Linked DNA regions of Xenopus tropicalis: region 1 is linked to region 2. The links are chromatin contacts, called in public Hi-C maps. All regions are on one chromosome and are shown on one strand. Each heading gives the region's core, a stretch centred on a gene start, on an enhancer-like site or on the middle of the called end of the contact. The rest is flanking DNA. Distances are from core to core; before and after follow the strand shown.

Region 1 (5,300 bases), core at 1,047-3,546, 70 kb after region 2:
AAGGAAAGCCCAGCATATTTAATTGGCTTTAACGAATGCAGGGAATCTAAGTAGGAGCACAATTTCCCAGTGATGCTATTCTGTAAACCAGCCTCATCAATCTACAAAGAGAATAAATGTACATATATTTACAGGGATCCGCGCTCGGGCTTTCATCATCTTTTCTTTTAAAAAGCAAATAGTCACAGCATTGCAGAGCAATCAAGTTTATAGTGACGGCTACCACAAGCAAAGGCCTATGTTACATTTTGTTTGTGTGTTTGTAGTGAAATCTTTTTTCTCTTCCTCTGTCCCACCGCCTCTTTATTTTTCTGCAGTCAGTACATTTTTGCTTGGGATTGTTCAAAAGATACAGCTTCTAAACAAGTGCGTAATCTCCAGTGATGTCACAAAGGGACAAACGGAAAAAAAATCCCATTCGCTTTGAAAGTAAAATTGTTAATGTTTAGTAAAATCATGTTTGTTTGCCGTAAATCTATAAAAGCAATGTAGCTTTACATCAATAAGGTCTTTAATGTTGCTCCCATTTAGCATTGTATAGCATTAGCTAAAACGGAGTCTTTTATACCTTAGATTTTAGGAATTAGTTTGATGTGTAAAACTAATAGATAAGTGTGGGATTCCAGTCTTCCTGCATCACTTACCCTTGTAAGGAAGCTTCCCAGAGTTTTTCTATTCTCAGAATCATAACATTTTTTAAAAATGTACAGGACTCCCCCGACACACACAGCAAATTAAAACATCCAACAAACCCCTGTCAACAAAACATTGTGCCTTATCCACTGGGACCTATTTACCCAAAGTTTTTCATCTGTGGCAACTTTTGTCTTATTATGGACAATAATACTGCAAGGGTTAAAAGACAGTGATTCTAGGAATAGTAAAATAATACTTTATATGTGGTCAAAAAGCCAAAATGTAAGCGGGTCTCTCCGTAGGCTCATTACCCCCATCCTGGCATTTTTGCATTAGGGTATGTGTTTACCTTTGCAATGTATAACTGTATGTCTCTCAAGATAATCAGGAGCACATGCCTGTATGGCATGAGAGCCCCTATTTGAAATCCTTTTACCAAAATACCTTTAAATTAGGGGAAGGCCCCATAGACTCCATTTGAATCAAATATTTCACATTTTTAAAAATGATTTCCAACTACATTGTAGTTGATTGTAACTAAACTGCTTGAATCCATGTTGGTGCCAAAATAATCCTTTTAGGTTTATTTAATGTTTACATGATTTTAAGCAGAATCCAGGTATGCAGGTTCAAATTACAGAAAGATCCCTTATCCAGAAAACCCCAGCTCCCCAGCCTTCTGGATAATAGATTAGATCCTATACCCATATAATGTAATAATTTTGCTCCCACATATAGCCCTATTGCTACGTGTCCTGATCATTCTATATGTCATATATATTCCAACATACGGCCTATAGACCAACCTGTAGACTAAACCCCTATTGAAAAGTTGTAATAAAGGATGAAGTGTTTACAACTGTGCAGGGGTGAAGTTCTAGATAAATATGACATGCCATATCTACAAAATATGCTTACAAGCTCTTGGAAAAATAGCTTATGTTTTGCCGCTAAGCGGAAGTTTTCATTGGTCAAAGGTACAAATTTTAACCATCATTTTTACTTTCTCATTTCTACTGAAAAAATCTCAATAAATATCAAAGAAAACAGGAAAAAAAGTTTCCTAACACTAAAATAATACTTTTCCTATTCATAAAATGCCAACATTTTTCATTTAGTCACAAATCGGCTGCATCAGTTCCCAGCAAAGAATCAACGTACAGCTTTTTGGTTCTTATTGTTGCTGTTGTTTATTGCAATTTGTATAGATGTCTGTGCTTGATTATCTCAAAGTATTATTAGTCTGCATAAAGCACAGGCCTCTGTTGCCTCATCAGTGAATATTTAGGCTCGCCATACTGTATCCGGATTAGAGGGTCAGACTTTACTCTTTTAACAAAAGTTAGACAAATAAGAAACACACCCACCCACAAACTATAGGGCTTAGCTGCGTTTTTGTTTGTGTGAATGAAAATGAAAAGACACTTCTCTGATTCACGCTGCTATTGTTGGTTTAGTTTAGCTCCCTCTCAATCAATATCTAACAGGGCATGATTTAATAAGGTTTTATAATCTCCCAAAATGTGTATGGGGGGGAGGAAACTGTGGTATTGTCATTCATCAAAGGGAACCTTTCAGGTTTCTTTGCTTTCACCTGCTGAGCTCCATTTGGTCTCTTTCAAAGAGAAAGCAATGGTAAAGTGAATGAGAAATGCTAGGATAACAGTCCCTTATTCCACCCAATGGCATAATCAATGGGTACTCGTATTCCCTATTGTGCCTCACAGAGGTAGCTGTAAGACAATTAAAACTCGCTTCCCAGACAAATGAATTTAGGAGTTAACCTGAAGCATTTAACAAGAGAATGAATGAACTTGTACAAGTGATGTAACTGGATACTGGGCAAGTGGGGAATAAAAAGAAAAACCTGTTTTTATTCCCATTAATAAAAAGATTACACACACAGAACGTAAAGCTGAACTCTGCTTTTAAAAAATGTGTTGTTGTCAATAGACTTTACTTTGCCATCAGGGGAGGCAATAGGAAATGAAAAATAAATGGCGTTCTGTCGTTTTTCATGATGTCATTTTTTTTTTTTGCCTGCGTTCACCATTGCAGCACATTTGCCGCTGCATTTCATCAGGAAAATTAAGCTTAATACGCAAGGAACGTTGAAACGGTTAAACCTCAGTTTAAAGTGACAGCCAATTTAGACTTCATTACATTTGCATGAGCCAAATTCAGCATCTGATATTTTCCCTGCCTGATTTTTTTTTCTTTAATGCCATCAATGGAGGTAGGGTTTTAACGAGATGAGTTGTTCTGTCGGAAGCTGAGAAATCCCACCTTCTACTGCCTTGGACCCTTTAAATAATCATTCTACCAGCGAGCAACTGTGGCTCCTAATTAAACACACCCTCTTCCTTTTTTGTCTCTTAAAGAAGAGAGGCAAAGACACAAAGGGGCATGCTAATGAAAGAGACTGCTGCCTGTTTAATCTCTCCTTCGTCATCATACTGACGCTCCGTTAATATAGCTTTCCAGAAACTACACTGCTTGCTCACTAATATCCTACCTGTGGCCTCACAGCATGGTCACAACTACAGGTGCAGAGGGAGGCTGGGAGTTTTAGCTCAGCAACAGCTTGAGGGCCGCAGGCTGGACATACTGGCGATAAAGAAACCTCTTCTCACTCTTTCACTGTCTCTCTCATTTATATAGATATACAAACATGTGCCTGTGTGTATATACATAAATATAGATTACCATGCAGAAATTGTAATTGTTTCCCTTGATATTATATAGTATATGATCAAAGAAGGTGTGTGTGCATGTATATATATATATATATATATATATAGACCTCCTTCTTTCTGTGTCCCATAACACCTGACACTTATAAGGTTTGTGTGTGTATGTATGTATATATATATATATATATATACAGTATATATATATAATATTCCTTTATTATTTATTATACTTTATTCCTTTTGTGTTTTATGACACTTTGAAAGTGTGTTTGTATATATCTATATATTTAAAGCTATTAATAAATATAAATATTTAGATTGTAAGCTCTACAAGGCAGTAACCTCCTTTCTTCTGTGTCTCATAACACCTGGCACTTAGAAGGTTTGTGTGCGTGTGTATATATAGATATATATATATATTTTTATTTATACATATTTATTTAGATTGTAATCTCTACAAGGCAGAAACCTTCTTTCTCTCGTGTTTTATAACACTGCGCACTTTGAAGGTGTGTGTGTATATTAGATTGTAAGCTTTACAAGACAGCAACCTCCTTCCATCTCTGTCTCATAACACCTGGAACTTAGAAGGTTTGTTTTAGCAAGGCAGAGACCTGCTTCTTCTGTGTTTTAACACCTGGCATTTAATCACTGTAGTTGTTTATTTATTGCACTGCCTGTTCCTCCTGTCTGTACCTTTACTGTACTGTAAAAATGTACATAGCTTAGTGCATATTTAAGTAGCACTATATATATTTTTTATTATATATTTCATAAACAAATAGGAATATGTTTATATGTCCAACTGACACAAATCTATTTAGCCTAGTTGTGGAAATGGCAATAATATTCAATTATTATTTGTATTACTTTTCATTTGACCACAGAAGTGGCAATTTTTTTTTAGGGCTTTTACATAGAGTTTCTAAAACAGTTGCTTCTCTCCAAATTCAGAACAGACCCACGATACAATTATCTATCAAATTTACATTCCATTAAGGAAGAAAAAGGGGGGGGGGGGGAATATATTTTGCTTTATAAAAAAGAAAGCAGAAGAGGAAAGCATTGGGAGATTATGAAGCAGCTATCACATAACCTATTGTTGCTGTAAATGATCTATTTCTCCATTGTTGTAAAAAAAAAATGTATATAGTTAAGAAAAATCATTAGAGAAAAAAAGTAATAAAAAAAATAAAGCACATTTAGTGAAATTCACCAAATCCTGTAGCGCGTCGATCAATCAAACATTTACAATTTATTAGAAACCTCTAGACACTCTTCTAGTGTATCTTTTTCCTTGTGAAATAAATGAGTCTGCTCTCTTGGCCACTATGCAATATCTTCCTCTAAGCATATGTAAATTCCCTATAAGAGGCTTGCAAAGAGTCTCTTAAAACATAGCCGAAACATCCAGTGATTTATTATGCATGCACTGCTGAGCATACAGGTTTAATTTCACCCCTTTGCTATTGTTTTTTATGTGTGCACTTGACTAGGAATTAAATAGTCATTTTTATTGATGTTTTGTCAAATGTACAGCCCAATAAATGGGGTGGAATATAATATTGCCTCATACTGTGAAAGTGCCTTTAGCCACAAATGCATATCTGGCTAAATAAATATATTTATAAATAAATTTAGGTATGGGGAGAGATCAAGTCAAAGCACACATACGCAGAGAGAAAATTAGGAAGGGAAGGATTAGCTTCGCAGCAATGTAATGGCAAATCTTAAAGCCAAACACTTGATGTTCTTGAATAATAAAAAAGCATAAAGAAAAGAATGAACAACTAGCAGATTGAAAGCACGCATTACACTTCCTATTCTGGCTGTTAATGAGGGGGAATCACCAGACTGCCAAGAGACAAAGGGAATTTTTGATGAAAAATAGGGGCGGTTGAGAGCTAAAGTAAATAATATGCTAACTTCAGATGTATGGATATTGCCAAAGCCCCAATTTGTGTGTTGTTT
Region 2 (5,490 bases), core at 2,273-4,772:
TGTGTTTGGACACCTACTGGCTCAATTTCAATACCAATAACCAGTGCTTTTAACTGGTTAGCATCTATTAAAACTTGCCTGGCTTAAGGTATAATGAGGTTTTTAATGTATTTTTAATTCTCTAATTAAAGTTCTTGGTAGGGTGCCACAGGGTCTTGTATTAGATTCACTTTTACTAAATTTGTTCATTAATGACTTGATAGAGTGCATTGTGAACAGAGTATCTGTGTTGGTCAGTGACACAAAGCTATACAAGTGAATTCATTCCATCCGGAATACGTCATCCTTGCAGTATGATCTGGTCAAACTGGCAATCCGGGTGGCATGGCTGCAGATGGCATTCAGTGATGATAAATGTAAAATTATTCACCTCCAATTATGCAAGATATGCAAGCTCCCCATACCCTTAACAGGACTAAGTTAGGCAAATCTTTGTTAGAGAGGAACCCTGTGGACTAGCTCTAGCAAGCAATGCTAGAAAACAAGTGTCCTGTATTAAGACAACAAGTGTCCTGTGTTAAAATCCACACTGCAGTTTCTCAGTCTAGTGCTTAAAAAGGATATTAATGAAATAAACAAGTTCAAATAAAAGGAACAGAGCAGAGAGGAATAGAAGATCTAGGGGCCCATTCATGAAAGCACGAATTTAGAATTGTTAAAATTAGGATTGGAAAAAATTCGGAGTAACCATGATAATTTCAGATGTTTGAAAATGTCAGAGAAATTTGTTTTTTGGACGTACAAAAATACGATGATAGTTACGATCTGAAAGTTACAAAATTATCATATCCAAATGATTGTAAACGGTGCGAAAAACTTTCTGCAGCTCCAACCTGGCCAAAAGATAGTCACGATACCAAAGCTTGAATGAATAACAAAATTTTCAGTCGTTGCGAAAAGTACGACTTTTTACTAACTAAGTTGGGATTTTTTACACTGTTTAAAGGGGGATGTGATAACTATGTATAAATATAAAAGGACACCAATGCTTTATTTACTAGGAGATCCTTCAAGGAGTCACAAGGGCATCCACTTTGAAGGGATGTTTCATCTTATGGTGTTGAAAAAGTCAAGCGGTTGTGCTGGAACATATGCTTCAAGAAAGGATTGAATGCCTTGAGAAAATATATCAAATGAGAATTTTTTTTAAAAAAAAGCATTATTGGGACATCAATCTATCCTGCTGCTCCTCCCAATTTGTGTGCAAAAAGAGATGGAACTTTGAGACCACGCATTGACTAATTGACAGAATTTCCAGATTTATCTGTTGTGACCTATCTAGAAGATATACTAATCTTCTAATATAATAATTGTTTTCAGGTTCTGTTGAAATACTGTTGAAAATGTTATGTGAAAATCATCTGTACACAAAATTCACATTCACATTTTGAATGTACTTAAATTCAATTGCTGGGATATATCAACTCATCATCTGGGATTAAGATGGATCCAGAGAAAGTTTAAGATGTTTTGAAGTGGCCCTGCCCTAATAATCTGAAAGATGACCAACAATTTTTGGGTTTTGCCAATTTCTACAGATGTTTCACTAAAACTTTTTCCAAAATAGCTTCTTCTTTCATTCAACCTGCTAAAAAAAAAGGTAAACTTCCTGGTTGGTTCCCTCAAGGGGGGGGGGGGGATTTTCTCTCTTAAAGTCCTCTTTACTTCAGCTACCATTCTGGACCACATCATTTTTGTTACTCAATCACTGTTGAGGTAGATGCTTACGAGTTCTCTCACAAAGGCAAGGCCAACAGCTACTATTCATCCTTATGTGTATTTTTCTCATCTTCAGCTGAAAATAATTATGACATAGGCAACAAAGAACTTCTTTCAACCAAAGAAGGCTTCTAGATATGTAGAAAGTATTTGGAAAATTTCATATACCCGCTCACTCCTCTACACTCCACATTCCTCTAGGTTTAATTAGCGCATTACCTTCAGACCCCCCCAGTCTCCAAACAGATGATTGCTATATTGGCCTGTGTTGACCATTTCACTAAAATGATCCATTTCTTGAGTCCTATTAAAACACGTTATCTAAAGAGATAGTAAGGGATAGAGATTCATCATTTAGATTCTGAAAGTCTCTGTATAAATTTTGTTTTTATTATGATCAATAGAAATCCAATTTCCTAATGGAAACTCAAAATCTTAGAGGTCTATACAAAACCTATTTTACCCTTAGTAAAATAAGAAACAAATTAATTCACAATGGTAATAATGAATAATACATGGTCATAGTTTCAGTCTGGGCTAAAAATGATCATTGTCTTTAAAAATGGCCCCTTTTTTGGAACTCCCTAAAAATACTCTCTGGTCTGTTGATGTTTCAAATGAGGAGGGGGTATGTCCTAAAGATCCTGACCAGAAGCACAGTAGGAAGGGGAATGCCAATCACAACCCTGCAGTCACACAAGCAAAGAAAGGAATCAGTTCTCCATCAGGTCCACCTAGCTGCTGATTGGTTGCTATCCTACAGTGCAGTGTGCTAAGTGCAGCTGGCCTCCCTTCAGTCAGAGAATTCATGCAGCTGGAAGTGGAAAAGATGGGTGGGAATGGTGGGTTTGAGAACATTTTTGAATACATCACTCTGAAACAACTTTTTAAAGCACATTCCATGGCAATTCACAGCATTTAATCCGCAGCAAGCATCTACTGGTTGCTATGGGTTACTAGACCGTTACAGCTTCAACTGCATTACCATAATGTAGCTTCATCATCCCACTTCTCGTACGTAATCGCTCTGTACAGAGCTGTTAACCTCTGATGCTGGTTTATAGGTGGATCTGTGCAGCAGGCGCAGCTAATGCCTGGAAGTAACATCACGGAAGAGGGCACCTGCCTATATGAAGCCAATAGACAATACTCACACATGAGCAATTGCTTACTAGGGTATCTCCAACTGCTTACTGCACATGGCTGCCCAGAATATAAGCACAACTTTGGGAGAATGCTACAGAGCCACAGATCAACATCCACTGCTTTTAAAACTAAAGCCCCAAGACTTAATCTGACCCTACCTATCCATTACAACATGGCGGCTTTATACTTCAAGGTCAATAGTTTATTGACCGTTTTACAAATGACATATTCATGCTCTCATTAAAAACCGGATGAAAACTATTTTGTTTAAAAAAAAAAAAAAAAAAAAGTTTCAGTTTTTACTGAACTGGACCTCAGAACACCACCTTGTAGCCAAAATGCTTGGGAACGAGCTGCAAAAAGTAGTTTAGCTGCCATAGAAATGCCACCAACCCAAAGCATCTTAACCCAAACAAACAGAAAGCCGCCGGTCACTGCGCCTCCACTCACAAGCTGAACATTCTGTGAGACTGCGCAGTGAAGACAGGGTCCTTTATCCTCCGCGGCTGTCTTGACAATTGCCTACCCGTAAAGACGCAAAACAAACATTAATAACATTCAACTTTCACTTCCTTAATTAGTAAATTGCAATGAAAGATAAAAGGAATTTAAACAAAAATCAACCTGTGGCGAGGTATATGTTGTAAGCGGTGCGCGGCGCTTGATATCAGGCAGGTGTTAGCCAGCCCAACTGCTGGGTTATTAGGTCCTTGCGTGACCTCCAGTTTATGAAGTGCTGTGGGTGCCGGTAAGTAGAGGGAGCGGTGTGTGGGACACAGATGTGAGGGAGGCTCGGCTGTTGTCACTGGGGTATTTATGTATGGCAGTATATGTAACGCAGCACGCTAAAGCTTGTGAATAAGGGGCATTGCGGCTTATACATGCCATGTGATAGTTCCACGGAGACCAAGGGTATCAGGTGTGTAATTACTGCAAATATTCTCACACATAATGGGAAATCCTTTACTCACAATCATACGTGTTAAAACCATCACAGGCTTGGTTTCCTAAGGAGAACTGTATGTTACATGGAGCTTTTTCTTATTTGCACCACTGACATATACAGGCTGACAGCTCTGGTATACCTTTCTATATACATTTAGATCTGTGCACTACACACCCTGCCTGCTGTATCCCTGTCCCACTCACACACCCACTGAGAATGTTTGCCCCTGTACACCTTACACACACTCACACACACACTCACTCACACTCACACTGATTGTTCTGGATCTCTGTAGCCTGTACATTGGGATACATGTATGATATGAAGGCTGCATGTAACTTTGCACATTATTATGATACATGTTTGTTATCCTGACAATGTCATTATCAGCACTGAATGCCCACCTTATTAGAAGTATAACTTCCTTATTGATCTTGTACTTAAGTCCGGGAAAATAATGAATAAGCCCTTAACAATCATGGTGGATAAAATACAATTAGTATCACCACTGCAATGACACATTGTAATGTAAAAGCATGCTTTTTTATAAAGCTGTATAAATACTTTTGCCAAGTGTGAACAGATTGTTACATTGGTACCTGGATTTGGCCAGTAATTTCAATGGACTTTACCAGTTGGTGTAAAATGGCATAGATTTCAGTGTAAATTTGGTGCAATGGCAATGCTTTACATGGCGCTTAATATTTTATGTCACGTGAAAGAACAGCACACCTTGTAAATATGCCATGTATTTCATACCACTTTTTTTTACATCATTCATTCTACACAGCTTTCTAGTGTCTAGTTGTGTTGAATTTTTGATTTGGCTACTTATGCATCCTGCAAATAGTCTTATAAGTACTTTACTGCATCCTAAAGCCTGTTTTGTTTTCTAGAGTATATTTATGAAATTAGAAAAAGCATTTTACAGTTGGCAAAAGAAAAGCTTCAGCAAAAGAGATGGTAAGTCCATACCTAAACATTATTTCACTATGCTTTCTTCAGCACATCAGTTATTTTTTTAATCATTCAAGTTGGTCCCTAGCTGGAATTCCAACCAAGGAGAACTTTAAATAGTACCCAAGTTGGTTTGAACCCACAGTTTCAGTTGTGCGAGCTAGCAATGCAAACACAAGCTTTATAACAAGTTTATATAGTATCCTCTTGGTGTGTTTCTGTAACAAAGAGCTAATGTAAACATTTCTATTTTTCCCAATACGTTTGACAAGACAATAGTATATATAAAGATATGTGATTATTTTTAGCCTCTGTAAAATGGTAGCATACAACATAATTATATATGAGTATGGGTGTTACCAATTAGAACAAAGAACTGTTCTTATGCCACATCAGGTGGCACAGTCCTCAAGGCCGAACCAAGGTTAGCTTGAGAACAGCATCCATCCAAGTCAGGGGGTGGTGCCTGCAGCTGGGCTTTAAACAATAATACAGTACATAGGTGACAAGACCTGCTTTAGAGCTTTAACTCCATTGGTACTGGAATTAAGAGTAACATGAATTGCTTCATGGACCACTGAAAGGGGAACATAGGAAATCTGCCTACACAGATGTATTCTTTATCACAGAGATGTCCTTCCTCTTGTCTCTTTGACACTTGGTTGTAATCTTTAATATACCTTTAACCCCTGTTTGTTCTATTAATTGTTTTGTTGCATGCA

Evidence for each region. Hi-C and Micro-C count contacts between places; a contact is called where the count stands out from the background.
Region 1: a contact with region 2 is called in a Hi-C map of neurula embryo, with 1.5 times the contacts expected there. The contact joins the enhancer-like site here to the promoter of tmem161b in region 2. A contact is called at or near these places in 4 of 5 Hi-C or Micro-C datasets (brain, gastrula embryo, neurula embryo and 1 more).

What each region holds. Positions count from the first base shown.
Region 1 is chr1:179,810,050-179,815,349 of UCB_Xtro_10.0, forward strand. No RefSeq gene overlaps it. Among named protein-coding and RNA genes, the nearest start is that of tmem161b, 70 kb to the left of the region's middle. Within about 2 kb of position 2,297, at least 4 of the 11 cell types and tissues checked have an H3K27ac peak or open chromatin away from gene starts, as enhancers often do. A contact at or near this core is called in gastrula embryo and neurula embryo, where this site is marked.
Region 2 is chr1:179,739,098-179,744,587 of UCB_Xtro_10.0, forward strand. It overlaps tmem161b (transmembrane protein 161B), which reads left to right and starts at 3,523. Exons shown (of 13, transcript XM_004910454.4): 1 at 3,523-3,613; 2 at 4,708-4,774. The coding sequence starts at 4,772.